Regions from separate parts of the Mus musculus genome. Here regions 1, 3 and 4 are each linked to region 2. Evidence: chromatin contacts called from public Hi-C and HiChIP or PLAC-seq data. All regions are on one chromosome and are shown on one strand. Each heading gives the region's core, a stretch centred on a gene start, on an enhancer-like site or on the middle of the called end of the contact. The rest is flanking DNA. Distances are from core to core; before and after follow the strand shown. Region 1 overlaps A330033J07Rik (RIKEN cDNA A330033J07 gene). Region 2 holds the start of A330033J07Rik (RIKEN cDNA A330033J07 gene). Region 3 overlaps Gm36101 (a long non-coding RNA gene). Region 4 has its middle 24 kb from the start of Gm40940.

What was found. A called contact is a pair of places that touch in the nucleus more often than the background predicts. HiChIP or PLAC-seq counts read pairs in DNA pulled down with a chosen protein or histone mark.
Region 1: a Hi-C map of olfactory sensory neurons shows a contact between it and region 2, with 2.4 times the contacts expected there. The contact joins the enhancer-like site here to the promoter of A330033J07Rik in region 2. A contact is called at or near these places in 4 of 39 promoter capture datasets (cranial neural crest, embryonic stem cells, maxillary cranial neural crest and 1 more), 3 of 484 Hi-C or Micro-C datasets (embryonic stem cells, nephron progenitors and olfactory sensory neurons), 13 of 115 datasets of contacts at active chromatin or transcription factors (the NIH/3T3 cell line, craniofacial prominence, embryonic basal ganglia and 6 more) and 1 of 9 other capture datasets (adipose tissue).
Region 3: an H3K4me3 HiChIP or PLAC-seq map of embryonic basal ganglia shows a contact between it and region 2, with 2.6 times the contacts expected there. The contact joins the enhancer-like site here to the promoter of A330033J07Rik in region 2. A contact is called at or near these places in 8 of 39 promoter capture datasets (the 3T3-L1 cell line, 3T3-L1-derived adipocytes, cranial neural crest and 5 more), 2 of 484 Hi-C or Micro-C datasets (embryonic fibroblasts and ganglionic eminence), 12 of 115 datasets of contacts at active chromatin or transcription factors (astrocytes, embryonic basal ganglia, embryonic forebrain and 7 more) and 2 of 9 other capture datasets (adipose tissue and embryonic stem cells).
Region 4: a contact with region 2 is called in an H3K4me3 HiChIP or PLAC-seq map of stem cell-derived neural progenitor cells, with 41 read pairs. The contact joins the enhancer-like site here to the promoter of A330033J07Rik in region 2. A contact is called at or near these places in 1 of 39 promoter capture datasets (epiblast stem cells) and 7 of 115 datasets of contacts at active chromatin or transcription factors (embryonic stem cells, forebrain, neural progenitor cells and 2 more).

Annotation. Positions count from the first base shown.
Region 1 is chr13:48,073,112-48,076,846 of GRCm38.p6, forward strand. The region is part of intron 1 of A330033J07Rik (RIKEN cDNA A330033J07 gene); the gene reads right to left. Among named protein-coding and RNA genes, the nearest start is that of Gm36346, 37 kb to the right of the region's middle. Within about 2 kb of position 1,715, at least 23 of the 459 cell types and tissues checked have an H3K27ac peak or open chromatin away from gene starts, as enhancers often do. A contact at or near this core is called in olfactory sensory neurons, where this site is marked.
Region 2 is chr13:48,260,990-48,264,636 of GRCm38.p6, forward strand. It overlaps A330033J07Rik (RIKEN cDNA A330033J07 gene), which reads right to left and starts at 1,634. Exons shown (of 3, transcript NR_102303.1): 1 at 931-1,634. Id4 (inhibitor of DNA binding 4) reads left to right here and starts at 127. Exons shown (of 3, transcript NM_031166.3): 1 at 127-949; 2 at 1,296-1,358; 3 at 1,963-3,647. The coding sequence starts at 509. The coding sequence ends at 1,340.
Region 3 is chr13:48,041,202-48,044,841 of GRCm38.p6, forward strand. Gm36101 (a long non-coding RNA gene) reads left to right here. Exons shown (of 7, transcript XR_873365.1): 7 at 942-2,594. A330033J07Rik (RIKEN cDNA A330033J07 gene) reads right to left here. Exons shown (of 3, transcript NR_102303.1): 3 at 3,030-3,640. Among named protein-coding and RNA genes, the nearest start is that of Gm36101, 15 kb to the left of the region's middle. Within about 2 kb of position 1,565, at least 6 of the 459 cell types and tissues checked have an H3K27ac peak or open chromatin away from gene starts, as enhancers often do. A contact at or near this core is called in embryonic basal ganglia and embryonic forebrain, where this site is marked.
Region 4 is chr13:48,421,464-48,424,836 of GRCm38.p6, forward strand. No RefSeq gene overlaps it. Among named protein-coding and RNA genes, the nearest start is that of Gm40940, 24 kb to the right of the region's middle. Within about 2 kb of position 1,323, at least 19 of the 459 cell types and tissues checked have an H3K27ac peak or open chromatin away from gene starts, as enhancers often do. A contact at or near this core is called in neural progenitor cells, neural stem cells and stem cell-derived neural progenitor cells, where this site is marked.

The DNA.
Region 1 (3,735 bases), core at 465-2,964, 190 kb before region 2:
GCATCCCACTGCAGAGACAGTCTCACAGCCATGTTGGGTGTTGCCCTTTTCACTATAACAAAGAAATGGAGTCACCCTACGTATCTTTTGGCAGAAAAAAAAATGGATAGTAAGAACAGGGTTACTTACACAATGGATTGTTATTCTGCTGTAAAGAGAAATAAAATTTCCAATAAAATGGATGGAATTGGAAACACCAAGGAAAGTAACATGGGTTCAGGAAAGCAGACGCCACACCTACTTTATGACACACAGATCCTGGCCTCCAGCTGTTAAACACAGGTATCCAAGAAGACGAAAGATGGGGAAAGGCCAGGAAAATAGAAAGGGGCCCATATGAACAGAAAATAGAAGGCTTTAAGGAGAGCTTAGAGAGAGGGAAGCAGACCATAGGAGAAATGAAAATGGAAGAGAAAGGACGTGCCAATGAGAAATCAATTGGAACGTAATGTGTTTGAAAATGCAACAGAGAAAGCTATTGATTTATAAACTCATTTTTATAAAATAAAATGTAAGTAACTTCATGTTAGCCAATCTGTCTCTTTCTATTGTTCTGTCCCTTTGTTCCCATACTATAAAAGCCAAACACCATTACGTGGAATAAAATTCCAATTTCTTTTCTAAATTCTAAAACCCACAAATAAAAGGCAACTGGCTCTTTCAGTAACCTTGCTGAGCTGCGATCTTTAACACACGTAAGACACTCAATGCAAATAGTGTATGTAAGCTCAAATGTATTTTCTTGCAGCTTCCTGTGTGAAATCACAGGATGAGTGGCCAGCTACATTTCAAGACTGGAAACTTCTTAGTTCCTGGAAAGTTAAATGGTCCAAGATGGCTCTTGCTGATCCAAATGAATGAGACACAATAGGCTTGGGACTATTGATTTGTAAACTAATTTTAAAATAAAATGTAAGTAACTTGATGTTAGCCAATCTGCCTTTTTCTATTATTCTGTTATATTGTTCAATCTGGAGATGGGCAAAACCACATGTCTTAGTTTGGGTTTTATTGCTGTGATGAGACACCATGGCCAAAGAAATTCTCCTAAAGGCAAACATTTAATTGGGGCTGGCTTACAATTTTAGAGGTTTAGTCCATCATCATCATAGCAGGAAGCATGGTAGTATCCAGGCAGGTGTGGTACAAGGGGAACCGAGAGTTCTACATCTTGATTTGAAGGCTGGTAGTACAAGATTGGTTTCCAGGCAAGTAGGATGAGGGTCTAAAGCCCACTCCCACAGTGGCACACCTATTCCAACAAGACCACACCTACTAATAGTGCCACTCCCTCAGCCAAGCATATTCAAACCAACACATCACCGACAGTAGAGCGGAGGATACCTCAGGGATACCAGGAAAGAACTCAAAGGCTGTGTGCTCCTCTACTGACACAGTCTAGGTGGAAAGTTCCAGTACACTAGATATACCCAGAGGTGGCATGCACTCAAACAGGGATGCACAGAGATATGCTCTAAAAGCCATAACAGGGAACCCAGAAAGAACCCCAGGAGACGCCAGCTCTAAATAAAACTGAAGAATGCTATCCATTCCCAAGTTCTTGCATTGGAGAGGAATAGCCACAGTTTTTAAGCCCAGGAAAAGATGAAGGAGGCATGAGAAGATCTAAGGTTGAACTTCAACACTGATGCCTAAGAATGAGTCAGATGAGATGGATTCATACAGAGAGGAACACTGGCTGACTTAGCTGAAAAGCAGCTTGGATGACTCACTCTCCAGCAACACCCCTCCCCTCCCCCTCTCCTCTCCCTGTCATCTCTGTCTCTCTCTCTCTCTCTCTTCCCCTCCCTATCCCTATCCCCCTCCCCTCCCAGTCTCTCTGTCTCTGTCTCTCTTTCTCTGTCTCTCTTTCTCTCTCTCTTCCCCTCCCCTCCTTCTCCCTCTCCCCTCTTCCTCTTCCTTCCCTCCCTATCTCCCCTCTAGTTTTTCTTTCCTTCTTCTTCTCCCCATCCTCTCCCTCTCTTCCCCATTCCCCTTTTCCTTTCCACAGAAAGGAGAGTATAGTCTACTATAATATACTATAATAATTAGTATTACAGTGTATACTATATAGTAAATATAGTATAATAGTTAATGACCATTATCTTTATCTTGTTAATAATGATTGGCACTCAAAGATGTCTTACAGCTAATGTGCTTCAACCTCAAAATCACAAAAAATAAAAAAAAAATAAAAAATAAAGAGGAAAACAAAGCTTAATGAGAAGACAAACAGAAAAACCACCAAGGACATCCCCCCTCCAGAGACAACAAGGACATCCCCCCTCCAGAGACACCAAGTACAACTCCCCCCTCCAGGGACACCAAGTACACGCCCCTCTTCAGCAACACCTTTTGATCTACAATCAGACTCATGACTCCAAGAGAACTCCAGGGAATGAGTTTACATAGTCAAAACCCAGAAAAGGAACTGAAGCCAAGTTTCCTCCACAGCGGAGAAGATGCTGCCTGGTGTCTACAGAGACTGGCAGAGCGCATGCAACTTTTACTTTGCCACGCTCACTGTCTGCCTCTGCTCTCTGCAAGAAGGAAGGAGATTTATCCGTAACAGATTCCAGGAATGTGTTTATCACTGTTACCATCCATTAAGTTAAGCTTTCTTTATCTCTGCAGAATAAAACAACATTTTTAAACAGTATTTGTTTTATTTTTATGTCTCTGGGTCCCGTGAGTTCTGGATGGAGGGAAGGAGAGAGGTGGGGGCAATGGGAAGGGAAGGGAGTCTGTCAAACTACGGTTTTGAAAAAGGAATCAGGCATTAGTGGCCCATACCTGTAGCCCCACCACTTGGGAAGTTCTCACAGTCAAGGTCACCTTCAAATGATTAGCATGTCTGAGACCAGACTAAGAAAGCATACACATGCACAAATGTACCCTCGCACACATTAAGTAGGGAAAAACAGGAAGGAAGGAAAAGAAGAAAAGAGTATTCTTTTAGTGACACAATAGCAGTATTTCTAACCTACAGTATACTAAGGGCAAGAATATATATTTAGACTCTTGGGGTACAAGAGAAGATTGGTATAGAGTGATACACATTCTGCTTCATCAGTCAGTTGAAGATAAAGAACAGCGACTGGGGAGCAAGAGGGAACCACAGCTCAGCAACGTTCAAGTTCATCAATGGCTCTAAAGAATATTCTGTCAGGGCACCTTCATTTCAGGGATGGGGAAATACATGGAGACCACTTCCCATGGTGGCAAGACTTGTCCACCCACAGGTTGCAGACCCAGAAAGAGCTGATGGAGCAGGCTTGCAGCCTGGTTTCTTTGACTCCAGAGCTACAGCCAACAGCCACACCTTCTACACACTCTGTAGACCAGGGCTTTTTCAACTGTTTCCACTCATGACCACTTTACCTTTAAGAAACTGTTATGGAAGTCTCACAAATAGAGATTTATAAAACTGGGTGTACAGATAAAGTATTTACTGATAATAAGTCATAAGGACATATGCTTACTAAAATAATTCTTTAGTATATGTATAATTTTACTATTTACTAAAGAAATAAAGCCAATTTGGATACTGATATGAAGAATTAGACCTTAGATGAATTTTTGATTCTGTCAGACACGGCATTTTGCACATTTTCAGATTCATTTGCTACTTTGATTTTATCACAGTGTTGAGAACAGGGTTTTTGCAGAAACACATAGTACAAAAAGCGGACATATATTTAGAGTCATTTCAAAAACTCTGCTCTAATCCCAAAT
Region 2 (3,647 bases), core at 384-2,883:
CCTCCGCGCCGCCGCCCGCGCGCCGAGCTCGCCCGCGTCCGGTTCTTGTGGCGACCCGGCCCGCGCGCTGGCCCCGCCCCCAAGGCGCGCGGCTCTACAAATACTGCTGTGCCGGAGCCGAGCGACGCTGTTGAGCTGGGAGGCGCGGTTGGAAGTCGTTACTTTGAGGGGGGGCAGTCACCGGGCGATCCACCTTAGTCGAAGCTCAGAAGGGAACGGCTCAGGGACCAGGGTGGGCTACTTTTTTTATTTTCCGGGGCTTTTGATTTTTCTTGTCTTTTGCTTCGGGCCGATTGTCGCTCACAAAAAAAGAAAAAAAACAAAAAAACAAAAACCTGAGATACCCTTTCCAAAACCCCGAGCAGCTCTCCGGTCGATTTCTGGAGCTCGGAGCCGCCGGGTGCTGCGAGCGCCGGACGCGCAGGAGAGGGGAGCAAAGCAAATTGCGGGCGGGGACCCGGAGCTCGCTCTACCGCTTGTCGCGGTCCTCTCGCGCAGGAAGCGCGCGATGAAGGCGGTGAGCCCGGTGCGCCCCTCGGGCCGCAAGGCGCCGTCGGGCTGCGGCGGCGGGGAGCTGGCGCTACGCTGCCTGGCGGAGCACGGCCACAGCCTGGGTGGCTCGGCAGCCGCCGCCGCCGCTGCGGCGGCCGCGCGCTGCAAGGCGGCCGAGGCGGCGGCCGATGAGCCGGCGCTGTGCCTGCAGTGCGATATGAACGACTGCTACAGTCGCCTGCGGAGGCTCGTGCCTACCATCCCGCCCAACAAGAAAGTCAGCAAAGTGGAGATCCTGCAGCACGTTATCGACTACATCCTGGACCTGCAGCTGGCGCTGGAGACTCACCCTGCTTTGCTGAGACAGCCGCCACCGCCCGCGCCACCTCTCCACCCGGCCGGGGCTTGTCCGGTCGCGCCGCCGCGGACCCCACTCACCGCGCTCAACACTGACCCGGTGAGAAGCCTTGGCGGGGCACCCTGGGCATCGCGGGAAAGGTGGCGGGGCGGCGAGATACGGGTGGTCTTGCTCCTCTCAGGGAATGACAGCCGCTTCTCCCGTCTCCACCGAGAGCCGCCTGCTGGGCTTGGTGATCCACTGGTCCCTGAGCCGAGGGCGGTTGGGACTTGGAGCCCTGCGTCTCCGGAGTGTCCCTTGCATCACAGGAGGCTTCCCCAGCTTCGGGCTCGGGTGGGGACTCTGCTCGCCTGCCTAGTTTTCCAGGACGTCTCCTGGGTGGTGGCGACACTGTGATATGCGCACTCTAACCGTTTTTCCCCTTGGTGTTGGGTTGCTGTTCCAGGCCGGCGCCGTGAACAAGCAGGGTGACAGCATTCTCTGCCGCTGAGCTGCGATGGATGGCCAGGTGAGCGCTCAGGTCCCCGAATGGTTAGTGGGCTACCATGCTCGCACCTCCCCAGGGGCTGCCGGTGCCAGGCACTGCTGCGATCTTTGTCCCCTAGCATTTCGAAGCGTAAAAGCCCCGGGGACACCCATACCTCTCTGCCACCCAGTTAGCGAGACAGTCCACTTAGCTTTCCAACTCGGGGGGGGGGGATCACTCTCTGCGGAGCCTCATCAGCTGTGGTCCCCGCCGCCCTCGTTCCTCTGCCTGTGACCGACAGGCTCTGCTGGTCTCCTCTACCTCTGAGAGGACACCCTCGTGACCGTAGAAACTATCCCAGTGTCCCAAGATCTCCCAATCCTCCTCCCTCCCCTTCATGCCCAGCTGAGCGGCCTGACATCCACAAAGAGGGATGTGGGCAGAGCGCCCCGAACGTTGTCCATTGGCCTTCCCCAGCCCGCATTTGCCTCCTGGGCACTTGGCTGAGCTTCGGGCTGCGGGTGTTGCCTGACCCGGCGGTTTGTTTTGGGTTGTTGATCATGCATGTCTTGAGTTTGGTCGGTGGCGCCAGTTAGTCTGCAGCGAGAAGGTTCACACACCCCCTCTATTCATTCCTCTTCCACAGGTGTGCGGCCGCCTGAGCACCAGCGAGCCAGGAGCCCTAGGAAGGGAGGGCCAGAGCAGAAATTAAGAGAAACAAGCCACCGGAGGAAAGGGGGGGAAATCTTCAGCAAATCTAGAAACGTCGTCTCGTCTTGTCATTCCAAGAGAGAGAGAGAGAGAGAGAGAGAAGGGGAAAAATAAAACTTAAATTCACTTTTACTTTTTTTGCACGTTCACGAGCATTCACCGTACGTATTCTCTTTCGTTTCTTCTTTTATGACCGCTGTGAATTGTACGTTTCTGTGGTTATTTTTATCACCCTTTTGAAGGTGCAGTTAAACTTCGAAGCTTAAGTGTTGTCGACCAGACTGCTAAGTAGAAGAGCAATCGTGAATCCAACCTTAGAGGCTACATTGTGACAAGGGAACTGTTTTTGTTTTTGAAGCTTTACTAATATACCAGAGCACTGTAGATATGTTGTTTTACATCTATTGTTTAAAATAGATGATTATAACAGGGCGGGGAACTTTTTCTCTGCAAGAATGTTACATATTGTATAGATAAGTGAGTGACATTTCATACCCTGTATATATAGAGATGTTCTATAAGTGTGAGAAAGTATATGCGCTTTAATAGACTACTGTAATTATAAGATATTTTTAATTAAATATTTTTTGTAAATATTATGTGTCTGTTTTTTTAAAATCGATGGGAATATTTCTTTTGGAAAATTATTTTTCAGCTCCCTTGCAGAGCTTTTGCTATCTGGATGTTTTCTGTTTGGCCAGGCTGTTGATTTGGTTTTTTTGTTTTGTTTTGCCCAGTATCCAGTTTCTGAGGCTCAGAGGTAACAGCTCTCTGGTACTGGTCTTGCATGATTGCATGAGGTGTTCAATCACAAAATAAACCAGTTACGAGTCCTTTCAAATGTGCTTTCTTTAACCTAGATGGAAACCTTTGTATTTGACGTGTACATGGTAAAAACCTACCTTCTCGGGTTTTAAGTACAGGGTTTTATAGTGTAATATATAAAGAATTAAGTGTGTGGGGTTTTTATTATTATTATTCTTTTTGAACTGAGGTCAAAAATAGATTCTGAGTGAATTCGCATATAGGATGGAGAAATGCTTGGACCTTTAAGAAGTCTACAGAACTGCTGTCTTTTCAAAGTGAAAATGCTCGCCCTTCATTTTACACTAAAGCATAATGTCATGAAGTTTCATATCTGTACAGATTATTTAAATCATAGAAATGAAAAATGTTCTCTGCTTGCTACCAAAGGACAAACTCTTGGAAACGGACATTTTCTGCCCTCTTCCCTCCAAAGAATATTAATAGGCATCAGTAGGAGAAAAAAAAAAGAAAAAAAAAACATACTGGAAAATCCTTCAAGCAGGGATAAAAGTCGATCTTCAAATATTAACTTAAGTAGACCAAAAATTCTGATGACCACATCTAGATTATTTTTCTATAAAAAAATGATTTTCACTATAGCGATGTCAGTCACCACTAAGCTACTGTCCAATTCCATGTGATGTGTAACTTTTACATGTGAAAATTAAAAGTAGATTTATCTGTCTTGTACTGTGACTTCTGATGTGATTTCTTAACGCTATAGGATTGACTAAGGACCCTTCTTCCCTTCCGGGAAAAATCATATATTCTAGGTGAGCTGAGAACTCCAGGGTTTATGAACATCACACATTT
Region 3 (3,640 bases), core at 315-2,814, 220 kb before region 2:
GCCTTGCATCTCTCTGCTTACACCGACAGAAGCCCACAGAAAGTATCAGCCGAGTAAGTGGACAAATGGCTGATAGTGCACTCCCGGCCTGGGATTTCTGAAGAATGCTTTCTGACTCATAGCTCCTCTGTGTCTGGTAGATTTATGCATTGTAGAGTTTTAGCTATTCTTCCATGTGATGCTGACTTATGTCCCCAGCTAAATCGTAACTGGGTTGAGGACAAGGTTTCCACTATGTCCCTTTGAATCCCTGCATATGCATAATGCCTACAGTTAGCAAGGACTTTAAAGCTCTGAGTGACAGCACACAGAGCTTACCATTATCTCTGGCACAATTCTTCAGATCACTAAGGAAGGGAGTGTGTGTGTGTGTGAGAGAGAGAGAGAGAGAGAGAAAGAGAGAGAGAGGGGGGGAGGGACAGGGAGAGGAAGAGGGAGAGGGAGAGGGAGAGGGAGAGGGAGAGGGAGAGGGAGAGGGAGAGGGAGAGGGAGAGGGAGAGGGAGAGGGAGAGGGAGAGGGAGAGGGAGAGAGAGAGAGATTTAATAGGGCTGGAGACCTAGAGTCACTTCTGAATTAATTGGACTCAGAAATCAAGTATTTCACCCTTATTAGCAAGTATTTCCAGATGCATCCTGCTTCTGCTATTAATTTGGGGAAAACGTCTTCCTCTAACAAATCTTCATTCCAGCCATCAAAATGACATCAGGAATACCATCCTAGGACAAATATGTCCCTCATTAAAGGGCTCTACTTGATATGTGCTTCATTTAGCTTCTCTTTTATTCTTAGGCACCTGAAATACTTAATCCTATAGAAACATGAGTGGCTCTTGTGTGTGAACACAGACTTTTTTTTTTTCTTTTTAATTTTAAAATGAATCCATTTGGAATCGACACTTGACCTACTATTCAATTTTTTTTTTTTTTTTTTACTTTTCAAGAATTCAACACTGGCAATATTCGCTGGGCTTGGAGAGCAAGATTAACAACTAGCAATCTATCATCTTATAAACTGGCAGTTCCACACAACTGACTCTTTCCCATTAGCTTCTCCAACACGAGAGGTGCTCCACAGACGGGGAACAATGCACATCTCTTGCCATTGTTAGCAGCTTTTCATCTTGTTGCAGTGGAGGCTGGGAGAGGCTGAAGAGTTAATTTTAATAAGACCAATCAGCTCATCTTGACAATGGAGGGGAAGGAAAGGGGACAGGTAGATGACTGTATGTTTTGACATTGGACCATTAACATGCAAATCACATGCAAAATCATATGCTAACAACTTTGAGCCTTTGTTTGTGGTTGGACACTTTTCTCCCCCAAACGGACTAAAGCTCTGATGCAATTCTACACGGGAAGGCACTTTGTTAGACATCTCATGGGCTCAAAGACAAATAGGAGATGGTCTCTGAACAGTTGTCCTGACCTGTTTGGGAGAGCCAGGATGCCTTTTGATCTCACCTCATTGCCTGTTCCTTCAAAAGAGAGCGTGAAGTGTGGCAGAGAACAGGAGTCTACATAAGGCCCAGTGATTAGGACGAATGAGAGTGTAGGACAGCCTACACAGACAGCGTCCTTCATGTCACCCAGAGACTGCTGCAGAGCTCCCAGGGACGAGCCGCATTAATTATGGACTAATGACGCATTTGCATGCACATTTTTAAAAGCAGTAGTGAACATAGCCCTAGTAATTGAGGATGAGTGAGGTAAGCTGCATTAAAATGCTCTGCTGAATCTCATCTCATCCTTTTTTTTTTAAAGACCTCTGTCACCTTGGCACTCAGCAGCATACATGGGCATCCACGCAGTCTGGAGCTTTATGGTGGCTCTCTATAGATCTGGTCACTTTGGCCACCCACTTGAAACTGGTTTCCCTCTCTGCAACCGCTCACAATCACAAATGCAAGATTCTGTAAGGGGTAAAAATGCAATAGGCTGACTTTTGGCATAAGTAGGGAGATGATATGAAACAGAAGGAATCTTGATGTTAGGAGATAAGAATCACATAATGATACAGCCATTCACAGTCTAGTACAGTCAAGTATGAGTCTGAGTGACTCAGAAATCACAGCCCAAAAGATCAATACGGGAAAAGGACTGGTCTCTATGCATGGAGCCAAGGAGATCTCCAAACCACCGTGATCTCAAAGTACACAGGTGAGCCTCCTCCGAAGAGGGCATAGGCCCAAGTGAAGCCATGCATCCTGGACTCAGGGATTTGGCCAGCCATCACGTGGAAGATAAATGGCTGTGCAGGAAGTCCTTTCTGCAGAATACTTTGGTGTTCTAGGCTGATAAGAAAATTGATGTTGTGCGAATCTTGATGTGTATCCTTCCTCTTTGTCTCTCCGCCCTTTCCTCCCCTCTCCCTCCTCTCCCTCTTTTTTCTCTCTTCCTTCCACACTCATAACTATGCATACTCATAATTTTGGCATCAATGATGCATTTGAAGCAAAGGTGAACGTTGGCCCGTAGCCCATTAGGGCCATAGCTCTCACCCAGACGTCATGCTCCTGTAACTCCTTGAAAGCACAACTTTTAAAAAAATAAAAGCCTTCCTCTTGTGGAATGAAATAAAATATCATTTAAGGAAAGGAAACATAATTGCTCCTCTGTCTTCCCATAACATGGCTGACATCTCAAAGCCAATCTCCCATCCAGACACAGGAACCTGGGTGGACTAAATGTACAGAGTAATGCTTAGTAGGTTTGACTACGGAGAAGTGACTTTAAGAAACAAATGATGTAACCTGGGTGGATTTGGGAGGTGCTGGGGCTATAGTCTAACCTGGAAAAGCTATTTTCTCCAGGTAATGAGGTCTGCTGTCCACAACAGCATCTTATGGAATGGGCTCTGTTCTCCAAGTGCAAAGTCCATCATTACCAAGTCTGGAGAATACAAGCTTTCCCTTCCATTGGCCCTGCTTTTCTTTTAACCTCTCTTCTCTGAGACCATCCAGCCAAATACACTTGAATGGGCTCAAACACAAAAGCTCATTTCCTATAGTCCACACACATGCCTCAAACTCAGTTCATGAAACCCAGCAGAATTTATTTACACGTAGACCTCTGACTCCCACCACACAGTTTCTGATCCAGTTGGCCTGATTTAGGGACCCAAACCTGACATGTCTCACACTCTGCTACACACCCATGAGGATGTTGATTCCTCTACTACCTTTGATAAATGTTGTTCAAATAATTTTGGTTTAAAGTAGAGAAAAACATGCTTTTGATTTTTGTTTTCCTAAGGAAGAATACAGACCAGAGAGAAATAAAACAAAACAAAAAACAGACTCTGAGGCAGGGGGTTGGTTGGCTGTTTTTGTCTGTTTGTTTTGCTTTTTTTTAACAGTCCACAGTTACACCAGCAAGGATGGAGGTGGGGGAATAACAGAGGGGATTTTGTTTCCAGAGGCATAGACTCAGAGCATTTCACTGGCAAGTTGTCATAACCACTGTGACCTTCTCGCACCAGATCTTGGCTCCTAAACCCACTTTCAGGTAGACCAGCTGGGTGAGGAGCAGTTGGGAAATTTCAAACAGGCAGGTCCGAACATTTCTTCTCTACCACCAATTAACTAGCCATGAGTAGCGTGCTCAGCTGTACGGGCCAAGGACGCCATCCACACAAATACAC
Region 4 (3,373 bases), core at 73-2,572, 160 kb after region 2:
AGATTCTGGAGAGAACAATGAAGCCAGCACCTTGAATTTTCATTTCCAACCTTCATAACCATGAAAGAATTCACTGCTGTTGCTTAAGCCACCCAATTTGTGGTCAATTGGCCTAGGAACCCTACATCGATGCCATCTATGCACATCAATATTTTCCCAGTGCTGATGACTATGAGTGTTAACGTATGGGTACGAGCAGTTCAGAATTCAACCACGGAAGGCCATTGAAGACTTTTCTAGATTTCACATAGCTACAAAAGTGAACCTCTAGTCTAGTCAGATCAAGCAAATAAAAGCTCCAACTTGTCTTCTAAAGTGTGCTAAATTGCTGGACACCTCAGCAAAGAACTCATTTCTTCCTAAGACAATGATAAGAACAGCACTGTGGAGATTATAAGGCTGTATGTGTGAAGAGTCCATGTGTAAACATGCAAGAGGTATGTGGGAGTATATGTGTGTGTGTCTGTATGTGTGTATCCATATGTGTATGTGTTTCTGAATGTATGTCTGTGTGCGTTTCTATACGTGTGTGTTTATGTCTGTGTTTATGTGTGTGTGTGTGTCTGTGTGTTGCCATATTTGTATCTGTATGTATGTCTATGTGTTTCTGTATGTGTTTGTCTCTGTGTGTTTCTATATGTGTGTGTTTAGGTCTGTGTGTGTCTTCATATGGATGTGTCTCTGTGTGTTCTGTATGTGTGTGTCTGTGTTTCTGTGTATGTCTGCAGGATGTGTTTATATCTGTGTTTACTTCTGTGTATGTCAGATATAAACGCTCCCTTTTCTCCAGCCATATGTCTGTTGATTGCTATGATGAATGGTGCCACAGGTATCTCTGTGATATGCAGCACAACTTGAAAAGAGCACCACCCCTGCTGGGTCAAGCTTTCCCTGGTGCTGTGTCTCCTTTCCTTCTCTGCTTCTCTACAGACAATATTCAGTTTATGGCAAAATTGAAATTGGCAATGGAAAGAATCCAAGCAAATAAGCTCAGCAGACTTTGCAAAGCAGGGGGAGAGGAGGGGAGGGGAGGGAAGGGGAGGAGAGGGGAGGGGAGGGGAGGGGAGGGGAGGGGAGGGGAGGGAGGAGAGAGGGTGGTGGAGGCAATGCTTTGGGAAGACAGAGACTGGGCTCAGACAACCTCACCCCGGGCTCTGCTATTCCCAGGCCATCCTGCTGTCTTCACAGAAATGGTTTCCCTTCTCCCGGGAGCTGTTTTTTTGTCTGATCTCCATCTCCAGCCAGGGACTGAATACCACAACACACAGACAAGGCATGCCAGAACTCGAGGGTTCTCCATCCTGGAAACCAATCTAAAGCTGTTGCATCCTGTGCTAAAAGCATCGATGGACGCAATGCTGCCCTGTCAGCGCCTTTCATTCTGTGCAGGCCACTGGACGCAGCTTCAGCCAGCTCCAAATTCACTTTTTGTCCAAAGAATCAATACACCTATTGAGAGGATACCCAGGAATGGCCTCTCCTCTGCTCTTCTCTGGAGCTGCCAGGCAGAAAGCCCAGCAGGCTCTGTTTTGTTAGCTGAGCTCCAGGCCTAGAAGGATGAGGCCTCATGGGGTGCCCCCTTATTTGCATTCAGTCCTCTTGGCTTTGCTTCCCTGTCCCCAGCCACAATAGTGTCCCCCTTATTAAGCTTCCACCTGTGTTGTGTGCAGTGCTACACTGAGGTAGCAAGAGAAGCAGTATAGAGCAACCAGGAGGGTAGAGGCAACATGGGATCTTCATACAGCATCATCTACTACTCGTGTTTGTACATAAGACTGACCCCAGGTACCATCTTCCCATGAGCATCCTTTCTGAAGTGGATGTGTTGCTTATAGCTGTACATAAGCAGTTTACACAACCCGGATGCTCAGGGATGCAAAGCTAAGGTATTTGTTAGCACCAACTGTTTACTTATTTGCTCATTTGCCTTATGACTAAATGTTTTCTCACTGACAATATCTCCTGTAGCCCCTCTCTTCTCTCTAGCATCTCTCCCTCTTTGTTTTCAGTATTAAAGCCATCTTTACCCACCGTGTACATACATATACAAATTTTGCTATCTATACACAAAACTGTTTCTTTTCTTTATAAAAATAGACATGTACTGTACACCTGGATTTGCTTTAACTTTAAAATATGGCGTCTAATGGTAGGTAATTGGGTCATAGAGGGCCCTCCCTCCTGATGGAGTTGATAATCTCCCTCAGAAGGTCTAGCTTTGGTGAGACTAAATCAGTATTTTAAGAGAACACAGGTTGTTGTAAACAAGAGCAAGCTTGCTCCCCTATCTCTGGGTTCTTGTTACATGATTGCTTTTGCACAAGCTACTGTCATTATAACACTATTGAGCACAGGGCCCTCACAAGAGCCAGGTAGATTCCTGAGTCTTTAGAGCCAAGAGCCAAAAGAGCACCTCTTGTCAGGCATTTTAGCACAACACAAAATGGGCTCACCTGATGTCTTAGTCAGGGGTTCTATTCCTGCACAAAACACCATGACCAAGAAGCAAGTTGGAGAGGAAAGGGTTTATTCAGCTTACACTTCCCACACTGCTGTTCATCACCAAAGGAAGTCAGGACTGGAATTCAAGCAGGTCAGGAAGCAGGAGCTGATGCAGAGGCCATGGAGGGATGTTACTTACTGGCTTGCTTCCCCTGCCTTGCTCAGCTTGTTTTCTTATAGAACCCAAAACTACCAACCCAGGGATGGCACCACCCACAATGGGCCCTCCCACCCTTGATCACTAATTGAGAAAATGCCTTACAGCTGGATCTCATGGAGGCATTTCCTCAAGGGAGGCTCCTTTCTCTGTGATAACTCCAGCCTGTGTCAAGTTGACACACAAAACCAGCCAGTTCACCCAATGACTAGATGTGTCCCTTATGTGGGTCTTCCAGAAAACATTTTATGCCTCATATTGCAAACCTTGGGAAACAAATTTTATGTTCATTTATTTATGTTTGGGGGAGGTGGACACATGCCACAGCAGTGCATGTGTGGAAATCAGAGGACAACATCAGGGAGTTGGCTGTCTTCTTCTACTGTGTGTATCCCAGGTTGCCGTGCTTAGACTCAAGCTCCTTTTCCCACTGACCCACCTTGCCAGCTCAAGACAGATTCTTAACTGAATTAACATAATTAGCAAACCATGACTCCAAAATGGATTTTCTAATTATTTCATAAGAGTGGTTTTTGTTTCTTGATTTTTTAAGATAGGTTCTTATGCTCAGACTGTCCCCAGACTCACTATGTAGACAGTGTTGACTCTGAATTCCCAATCATTCCTCCTACTTTCCAAGTTTTAGATTTTGTTAATTACTTCAGCTGGTCATTTGTGAGTATTAGTAACTGACTTCTATTCTATAGATGTATT